Linked DNA regions of Mus musculus: all the other regions are linked to region 1. A link is a contact called in public Hi-C and HiChIP or PLAC-seq data. All regions are on one chromosome and are shown on one strand. Each heading gives the region's core, a stretch centred on a gene start, on an enhancer-like site or on the middle of the called end of the contact. The rest is flanking DNA. Distances are from core to core; before and after follow the strand shown.

The links. Hi-C and Micro-C count contacts between places; a contact is called where the count stands out from the background. HiChIP or PLAC-seq counts read pairs in DNA pulled down with a chosen protein or histone mark.
Region 2: a Hi-C map of B cells shows a contact between it and region 1, with 9 read pairs. The contact joins the promoter of Mmab here to the promoter of Sirt4 in region 1. A contact is called at or near these places in 2 of 39 promoter capture datasets (liver and pre-B cells), 1 of 484 Hi-C or Micro-C datasets (B cells) and 1 of 9 other capture datasets (adipose tissue).
Region 3: an HNF4G HiChIP or PLAC-seq map of pancreatic cancer cells shows a contact between it and region 1. The contact joins the promoter of Ung here to the promoter of Sirt4 in region 1. A contact is called at or near these places in 5 of 39 promoter capture datasets (embryonic stem cells, hippocampal neurons, liver and 1 more) and 1 of 115 datasets of contacts at active chromatin or transcription factors (pancreatic cancer cells).

The regions. Positions count from the first base shown.
Region 1 is chr5:115,483,150-115,485,849 of GRCm38.p6, reverse strand. It overlaps Sirt4 (sirtuin 4), which reads left to right and starts at 1,366. Exons shown (of 5, transcript NM_133760.1): 1 at 1,366-1,518. Gm42007 (a long non-coding RNA gene) reads right to left here and starts at 1,400. Exons shown (of 2, transcript XR_878704.2): 1 at 1,287-1,400.
Region 2 is chr5:114,442,745-114,445,444 of GRCm38.p6, reverse strand. It overlaps Mmab (methylmalonic aciduria (cobalamin deficiency) cblB type homolog (human)), which reads left to right and starts at 1,418. Exons shown (of 9, transcript NM_029956.4): 1 at 1,418-1,569; 2 at 2,623-2,684. The coding sequence starts at 1,454. Mvk (mevalonate kinase) reads right to left here and starts at 1,176. Exons shown (of 11, transcript NM_023556.3): 1 at 1,082-1,176; 2 at 1-57. The coding sequence starts at 43.
Region 3 is chr5:114,129,847-114,132,546 of GRCm38.p6, reverse strand. It overlaps Ung (uracil DNA glycosylase), which reads right to left and starts at 1,391. Exons shown (of 6, transcript NM_011677.2): 1 at 1,034-1,391; 2 at 271-366. The coding sequence starts at 1,318. It also overlaps a transcript of Alkbh2 not described here.

The DNA.
Region 1 (2,700 bases), core at 117-2,616:
ACTTAGGAGGAAAACCAATCAAATCTGCGAACCGTGTTGGCACACATCGTTCAGTTCATCAAAGTTCTAGGGAGGCGGAGGCCGGTGAATCTCCATGAATTCAAGGCCAAGCGTGGTCTACATAAGGAGTTCCAGGCCAGCCAAGGCTACATAGTGAGAACCCATCTTAAAACAAACACAAAACAAAGGGGGCAATTATTTATTATTAAAAGTGTCAAAAAAAATTCTGGGCGTGGTGGCGCACTCCTTTAATCCCAGCACTCAGGAGGCAGAGGCAGGCGGATTTCTGAGTTCGAGGCCAGTCTGGACTACAGAGTGAGTTCCAGGACAGCCAGGGCTAAACAGAGAAACCCTGTCTCGGAAAACCAAAAAAAAAAAAAAAAAAAAAAAGTGTCAGACTATACATTAACACCCTGTCTCAGAAAAACAAAAACAAAAAACAAAGAAAGGGTCTTTTGGGGAGGGGTTGGGAGAGCTGAAGAGGTGGCTCACTGGTTAAGAGCATTGCTTCTCACCAGGTGGTGGTGGAGCACGCCTTTAATCCCAGCACTTGGGAGGCAGAGGCAGGTGGATCTCTGAGACCAGCCTGGTCTACAGAGTGAGTTCCAGGAAAGCCAGGGCTATACAGAGAAACCCTGTCTCGAAAACACCAAAACAAACAAACAAGAGCATTGCTACTCTTGCAGGGGGACTCAGATTCCATCCCGAGCACCCACAGGGCAGTTCACAACAGGTTGTCACTCAAGTTCCAGGGGATCTGACGCCCTTTTATGGCCGTCAGGAGCTCCTCCTGTATGCATGAAGGTAAAACACACACATTATTAAAAAAAAAAAAAAACCAGTCTATTTTAAAAAGCGTCTTGGATGGAGAAATGCCCGCTAGTGTGAATTCAGGGCTACCCAGGGCTGGGCTAACGCGCTGACACCGAGCTATAGCCCCAGTGCTCTTACAGTATTATTTTGAGTCCGAGGTCTCACTAAGTCACCCAGACTGGCCTTGAACTCGTGATTCTTCCGCCTAAGCCTATTGAGTGGCAGATTATTGTCCTGTGCTACTAGTGAAAGAGTTTCTTTAAGAGAGCGAATTCCTAAATTAGGACTGCTTGGATCCTCTTTCGCACGCAGGACATGGGAAATATTAACCACTTCTTTGGTGGCACAAGCCTCTAATCCGAGCACTTGGGAGGTGGAGCCAGGAGGATCACGGATTTGGAGTCAGACAAGGATATGTCAGACCCTCTCTCAGCAAACAACACAAGCCACAAACAAACAAACACTACAAGAACCTCAAAAGGCAATCATTGCCCCAGGCGTCAGCAGCATATCCGGAACCTTAACTGAGCTGAGCAGGAAAGACAGCGGGCAATCCGTAGAGGAGCGCCCAAGAATCTTGGCGTGGGAGACACGTAGGATTCTGGGACTTGTAGTTTTCTTCCAACTAGATCGGCTTCGCGGACTACATTTCCCAAGATGCACACGTAACAAGCGAGTCCCACTGTTGGGTGAGAATTGTGGAAGGTAAGTGTTCTGATCCGGCTGAAGGTTTCCCGCTGAGCATTCTTACTAGGGATTCCATCTGTCTCTTTTGTTCTCGAGGGGACAAGGAGGATTTATCCCGGCAAAACCCGACTGTTTAGCCGTTCACACGTAGCTGGGAAATCTCATGGAGAAAGCAGGGTCCTGAGCTCTTCTTGGATAGGAAGCCAAGCCTAAATATGTGTGCCTATCACTCGATAGCTCCGCATTATGTCAAAGACTGTGTCAAAGGCTTGTCTTTACAACTAGAAAACCAGACAGGCAAGTTTGTATGCCTTGATTTTTATGTGTCCAAGTAGCAGAATTTACAATGCAGGGTAAGCAGACAGAGTGATTACTTAGCGTCCATCCCAGAGGCCCTGGATTTGGTACCGAGAACCGTGTAGAAAAAGACAAAACAAAACTGACATACTAAAATTAAAAAATCTTTTGGAGAAATGATATAATTCGGTTTAGTTGTATTCCTTGGCCTGGGCTACAGGGAATTCTGTCTCAAGTAATGATAATAATAATAATAATAATATCTGATTTAAACCAAGTAGAGTTATAGAACAAATAGTCCCATGAGAGATAATATTAACAAAAATATAAATATTACTAAAACATGTTTATATTAGTAGCAGGTGAAAAATAATGGGCTATTAAAAGTCTGTTTTTTAGGGCTGGAGAGATGGCTCAGTGGTTAAGAGCACCCCCTGCTCTTCCAAAGGTCCTGAGGTCAACTCTCAACGACCACAAGGTGTCTCACAACCATCTCTGATGAGTTCTTCCCTCTTCTGGGAAGTAGGTGTACGCGCAGGTTGACCATTCATATACATAAAATAAGTAAAAAAAAATTTTTTTAAAGTTTGTTTTAAAAAATATTTAATTTTTTAAAATTAAATTTTATTTTATGTGTTTGGGTATTTTACCTGCGCGTGTATTTGCGCATCCCTTTTATTCCTCGGCGCTTGCAGAGCGCAGACGAGGGCCTGAAACTGGAGTTAAAGATAGTTGTAAGTCACCATTGTAGGTGCTGAGAATTGAAGGGCTTCCGGACGAACCGTCCTCCCTTCTGTTTCCCCAGTGCTACAATCCCAGGCCGGGGCCACCGTGGCAAAATTTTCATAGTCGAATAGAGTTCCGGTGTCTATCAATTGGTGGGTTAACTTGACTTGTAAAACC
Region 2 (2,700 bases), core at 169-2,668, 1.0 Mb after region 1:
TGACCTTCCCCGGGGCGGACACCAGCAGGGCTTCTGACAACATGGCTTCTGAGACTTCTGCAAGGAAAGAGAGAGAGAGAGAGAGAGAGAGAGAGAGAGAGAGAGAGAGAGAGAGAAACAAAGTTCCCTAGATGTTAGTTACAAACACCAGGAAGGCTGGGCTTGGAGGTGAACATCTTTCATCCCAGCACTGTGGAGGCAGAGGCAGGTGGATCTCTGGGTGTACGAGGCAAGCCTGGTCTACAGAGTGAATTCCAGGACAGCCAGGAGCATGTAGAGAAACTCCATCCAGAACTACCATCCAGAGCTATGTTCCAGGATGACAGTGCAGTGAGCCAGTCAGGTGGACAATGGGAAAAAAAAAATCTGGGTTCAGACCACAGCTCTTCCGTCCCCAGAATGTCTTATGCCATGAATCTGTTTCCCATATATCAGATAATAGAGGCAATACTGGAGGCTGACTCAAAGGACTACCAGCAGCAAGGCCTGTCTGTCTGGCAAAGTGGCCTCTTGACTATACTGAGCTACTCGGCACTGACAGGTTCTCAGCTCCAGAGTTTATTACCACTGCTGTTGCCAGTAGAAACTGACATGAGCTCAGGCATGGACTGCTTGCCTACTCTGAGGACGGCCATGTGTTTGATGCGTGTGGGAACGCGAGGTTTAGATAAAATCTTGCAGGAGAAAGAATCCTTCCCGGACCTCAAGACCACAACCAACCTGTCACAATCACAAACGCGGCTGCCGGGACTCACCTGTTAACGCCCTGTGTTGCACGTTCAAACAAGAACTTCTGCAAGGCAAGAGTCATGTCACAGAGTGGTTTTGCTGGATTTATGGGTGCATGCATTTTTACGTTGTTATAAATAATGCAAAAATCACCCGGGTTCAAGGCTTCACTGGCCACCCCACTGCACACTAAGTAGCCCAGTCTACGGGACCCTAGTCTAGGGGAAACTGTCCGATCTGAGGTCGCCGAGCGCTCAGATCGAGGACACGAAGGCAGAGAACCGCGGCGCCCGGCCCGGGGTGTCCGGGACCCGGTCCTCACGCCGCCCATCCCGCAGCCCAGGCTTCTCACCTGCCCCGGCCAGCGCCCAAGTGAGCTGAAACCCGGGCCGCAGCTCCCGGTCTTCTCCATATCAGATGGGAGAGTTCCAAGGAGGCGGGTGTGTCTTCCTGAGGCCAATCAGAGAGCTGGAGCTAAGGGCTCCTTTACAGATTGGGTCAAACATTAACCAATGGGAACTTCAAGCAAGCCGAAATTGCCTCGCCTCTTTCTACAAGTAATCCAATGGGAATCAAGAGCTGGGGAGTGCCCCGCCCTGGTGCGAGTGCCCCAGGCCAATAGGAAACAGCGATTGAGAGGTGGCGCGGCCGGCTGCGGGGCGGAGTCATCCCCGGGCCTGGACGGGTGCCTAGCCGGGTCAGTCTTGGATGCGTTACCGTGCGCATGGCTGTGTGGCTCTTTGGGGGTCGCCTCGGCCTGCGCGGGCGTCTCAGCGCCTGCAGACTGCTGTGTCCCCGTTTCCAGAGCCGTGGCCCTCAGGGCGGGGAAGACGGGGACAGGTGAGTTTCAGGCCTGGAGAGTAACTCAACACGGAGGAGGAACGGTTGTTTCCGTGGGTACATCACACCGATGACGTGCTCTATGTGGCCTGACGTCACTGGGCTCGTCATGGCGTCAGAGGCCAGGATTTCCTCCCCAAGTTCTAACGGAGTCTAGCTGTGGTCAGTCAGGGCAGGGGCATGCTCTTGTGGGTTTTGTCCGGCCTCCCCAAGCAGTTTGTTTGGATTAGGATTAAGACACCAGGAAGACATGGTAACACTTAGAAACTTGCATAGGGACTTGCAGACTACCATGACCTCATGATCAGCGTTCCCTGTCCAGTCCTCTGACTTTGAAATAATTTTGTGAATTCACATTTTAATTTTAAGTTATGCACTGCTAGTTGAAAATGGCAGAGTCGGGGTTCATTCGCAGTCCTCAAAAAAAAAAAAATTAAGTTAAAATAGCATTTTTGAAATTCCATTTTGACAGTGTATTTTTTTTTTTCCTTGACACTGAAAAATCTTAGAAAAGTGCAAGTGGCCTAGTTTTCTTTCCCCCAGAAGTGCTAACTTCTGTGTTGGGGTTAGAAGAGACAAGAGTTTGGGGAGGGTAATGGACCAGGTCAGGCTTACAGTAGAAGGGTTTTGGGCATGAATCCCAGCCCAGTCTCTTCCTGGAGATCTAGGAAGTTGAATCTTTGTGGGCTCCAGTTTCCTCAACGGAGAAGCGTATGGCTAACTTTGGGAGTGTGGGAGAAGCTGAAGGGCAGTTCCAGGAGCTAGCGGCTTTAGCCCACTGTGGAGCTAGGGCTACATGGAGTGACCAGTTAGTCCTTCCTGCCAGTATTTGCCAAGAATCTTTATTGAGCAGTATGCTACAGCAGCTGCTGTACAGGTAGAGACAGGGACAGGAAGCTGTCAGGAAGGGGCAGCGGGGAAATGGCTGACGGGAGATTGCCATCCCAGAGGCAGAGAAGTGCTGCCCCTGAGGTTGCAGACTGAAAGCTGGGCGTCACTCCCCGAGGCGCAGCCGTTCCCACTTACCACGCCTTTGTGTCTGTTTCTCATCAGGCTGCAGCCGTCCTCGACGGCAGCCAAGATCCCCAAGATTTACACCAAGACGGGAGACAAAGGTAGGCCACGCTGTAG
Region 3 (2,700 bases), core at 142-2,641, 1.4 Mb after region 1:
CGTTGCCTACACTCAATAGACTGAGATAAACTAGCACTAACTATAACAAGGGAATAATAATAATAAGCAAGCACACAAGCAAATGTATACATGCATTTTCTTTGTTTGGTTAAAAGACTAAACAGCTGGACACACACACAGCTTTCTACCCGGAACACAACCAAACCCGGCACCTTCCATGTCTACCATCACACACTCACTACGAAACAGCCCGTGGCTTAACTGAAACACTGTTAGATTCCTCTCTAGCCAGACCCCAGCTCCACTCACATCTCGGATGTCGCACATCTGGGTCCATGTGAACACCTGCTCCGGGGGCGGATAGACCTTGTGGTGGTTCCTTTCTTCAGCAACAAATCCCATTAGCTGGTTTAAAAGATAAAAGGAGGTTTAAAAGCCCATTCTTACCAGAAACTAAGAATTAGGATTGAAAACCTATTTTATAAAAGGTGTTTGAAACCTCGTCTATTTGTGTGTGTGCGCGCATGATTTAAACCCAAACTTTTTTTAAAAAAACAATTGAAGCCAGCATAGCACCCTTTCCCCTCTTGGGCTGGACTATTTTCATTTCACAGTAACTCCGCCCCCTCTTCTTTTTAAAAGACAGGGCCTCCCATAGCACAGAATCTGAGGTTGGCCTTCACCTCCAGCCCCCCAGCTCTCAAGGGTTGAGATTACAGCCTAAGGCCTCGATCGTCTTTCCTGACTTCTAATAAAAGACCAAAGGTCATTTCATTCACTCTTGTTCACTACCCCAGGGTTTGTTGGCTTTGGGGTAAACCAGGTGGCTTACAAAAAGCCACGAAGGCAGCTGGCGCCCAGCCCGCCAACCTGATTTAACCTCCGGACCCACGTGATAGTGAGATATTTCCCCAAGTTGTCCTGTGACTTCTATGCGCCCTCCTCCACGTAAAACGAAGCCACGACGCCACCTTCCTGCCCTTCATGTAACCCAGACACACCGGCATCGTTGTCAAGTGTGGCACGGAAAGGGAGGGGACGGGGGAGGCTGGCTGGACCCGAGCCCACCGACCTTGACGAAGTACGGCTTCCCGAACTCCCCGCACAGCTGCTGCTTCCAGCTCTCGCCGAAGCCGGCAGGCACGTTGCGGGCGGCGAGCCTGAGCAGCGCCGCGGCCTTGTTCCTCTGGATGCGGACGAGCTGCTCGGCGCTGAGCGGCGAGCCTTGCTCGTTCTGCTCCACCCGGGCCTTCTTGGCGGGGCTGGCCTGCCGGGAGTCAGAGTCGGGGTTGGGAGTCAGGCTCCGGAGCCCCGCTCTCCGCGCCAACCGCAAAGACCGCCGCCCCAAGACGCCCATGGTCCAGCCGAGCAGGGGACCCGCTGCACCCGTCTGCGCTCCCACGCAGGCTTTTCGCGGCAAAACACCTCCCGCCCCTTGCCGCTTCTGATTGGACTATACAAGGGCAGGGTGGGCACGCTGCACACCGATTGACTCTGAGGCGGCCGAGCTCCGTCCCCATTGGTAGATGTCTCGGCATGGCGGCCGTGGACGCGCGCGGTTGTTTTGGACCTCTAAGGTGTCCCAGTCTGGCTGATAAACGGGGTGCGCGGCTCTCCTGCCCGGGACCCGCAGCACCGCAGTCTCGCGCTGCCTGGTGCTGCCCCGCGCGCCTCACCCAAGACCTTCCACGTGGGCTTTTCGCGGCAAAACAGCTCCCGCCCCTTGCCGCTTTTGATTGGACCACGCGAGGAGCAGGGCGGGCACGCTGCACACTGATTGGCTCTGCGGCGACCGTGCCCCATCCCTATTGGCTAGTGCCTCGGCGTGGCGGCGGCCGACAGCGCGCGGCTGTGTTGAACCCCTAAGGTGTCCCAGTCTGTCCGAGCAAGCGGCGTGCGTGGCGCTCCTGCCCGGGACCCCGCCGTACCCCCGCGTCCCGCGCTACCCCGCTCGTCTCACCACGGCATCGCCGCCGATCTCGGCCGCCACTCCGCTCCCTGGGACCGGCTCCGGGCTGCGCGTGGTCCGCTTCCCTGTGGGGGTCGGAGAGAAGAAAGAGTATAGGGTCTTCTGGCCGATCATGCCTGCGCCGAGCACGGACCTCCGGGACTCCTGCAGCCGTGCTCACGGTAGGCGCGCTGCCACCTGCGCGGGCTCCCGTTGGGGGCGGGGAGGCTGGCTGGGCAGGGGTCGGTGAGGCCCAGCGCGCATGTGTGGGAGGGGCTGAGGCCCCGCCCCCGGGTGGGTGGGGCTTAGGAGGTAGGGGGAGCCTGCTGCTTACCTACCTACCTGTCCTAGCTCTAAAGCGGGGCTTTCTCCAAGTCTTACTGATGTAAAGATTGAAGGCCTTTAACCCCGAAATGTTCCACTTCCCCAGATACACCTCCCTCCCTCCTTTTCAGTCCCCTTTGGGGATTGAACTCAGGGCCTTTGTGCATCCTGAGCAACCGCTTGACCACTGAGCCATACACCCCCTTGTACTTTTTACCTCCCACACTCACGTCAGACATACATTCAGTTGTGCAGCTTTCAGTTATATCCTTCCCTCTAATATAACAATCCCAGCTACTCTTTTCTACTGAGTGATCTTTTGCAGGTGTAATTTATTTATTTATTTTTTTTATTTTTTTTTTTTTTTTGGTTTTTCAAGACAGAGTTTCTCTGTATAGCCCTGGCTGTCCTGGAACTCTCTGTAGACCCGGCTGGCCTTGGATTCAGAAATCCGCCTGCCTCTGCCT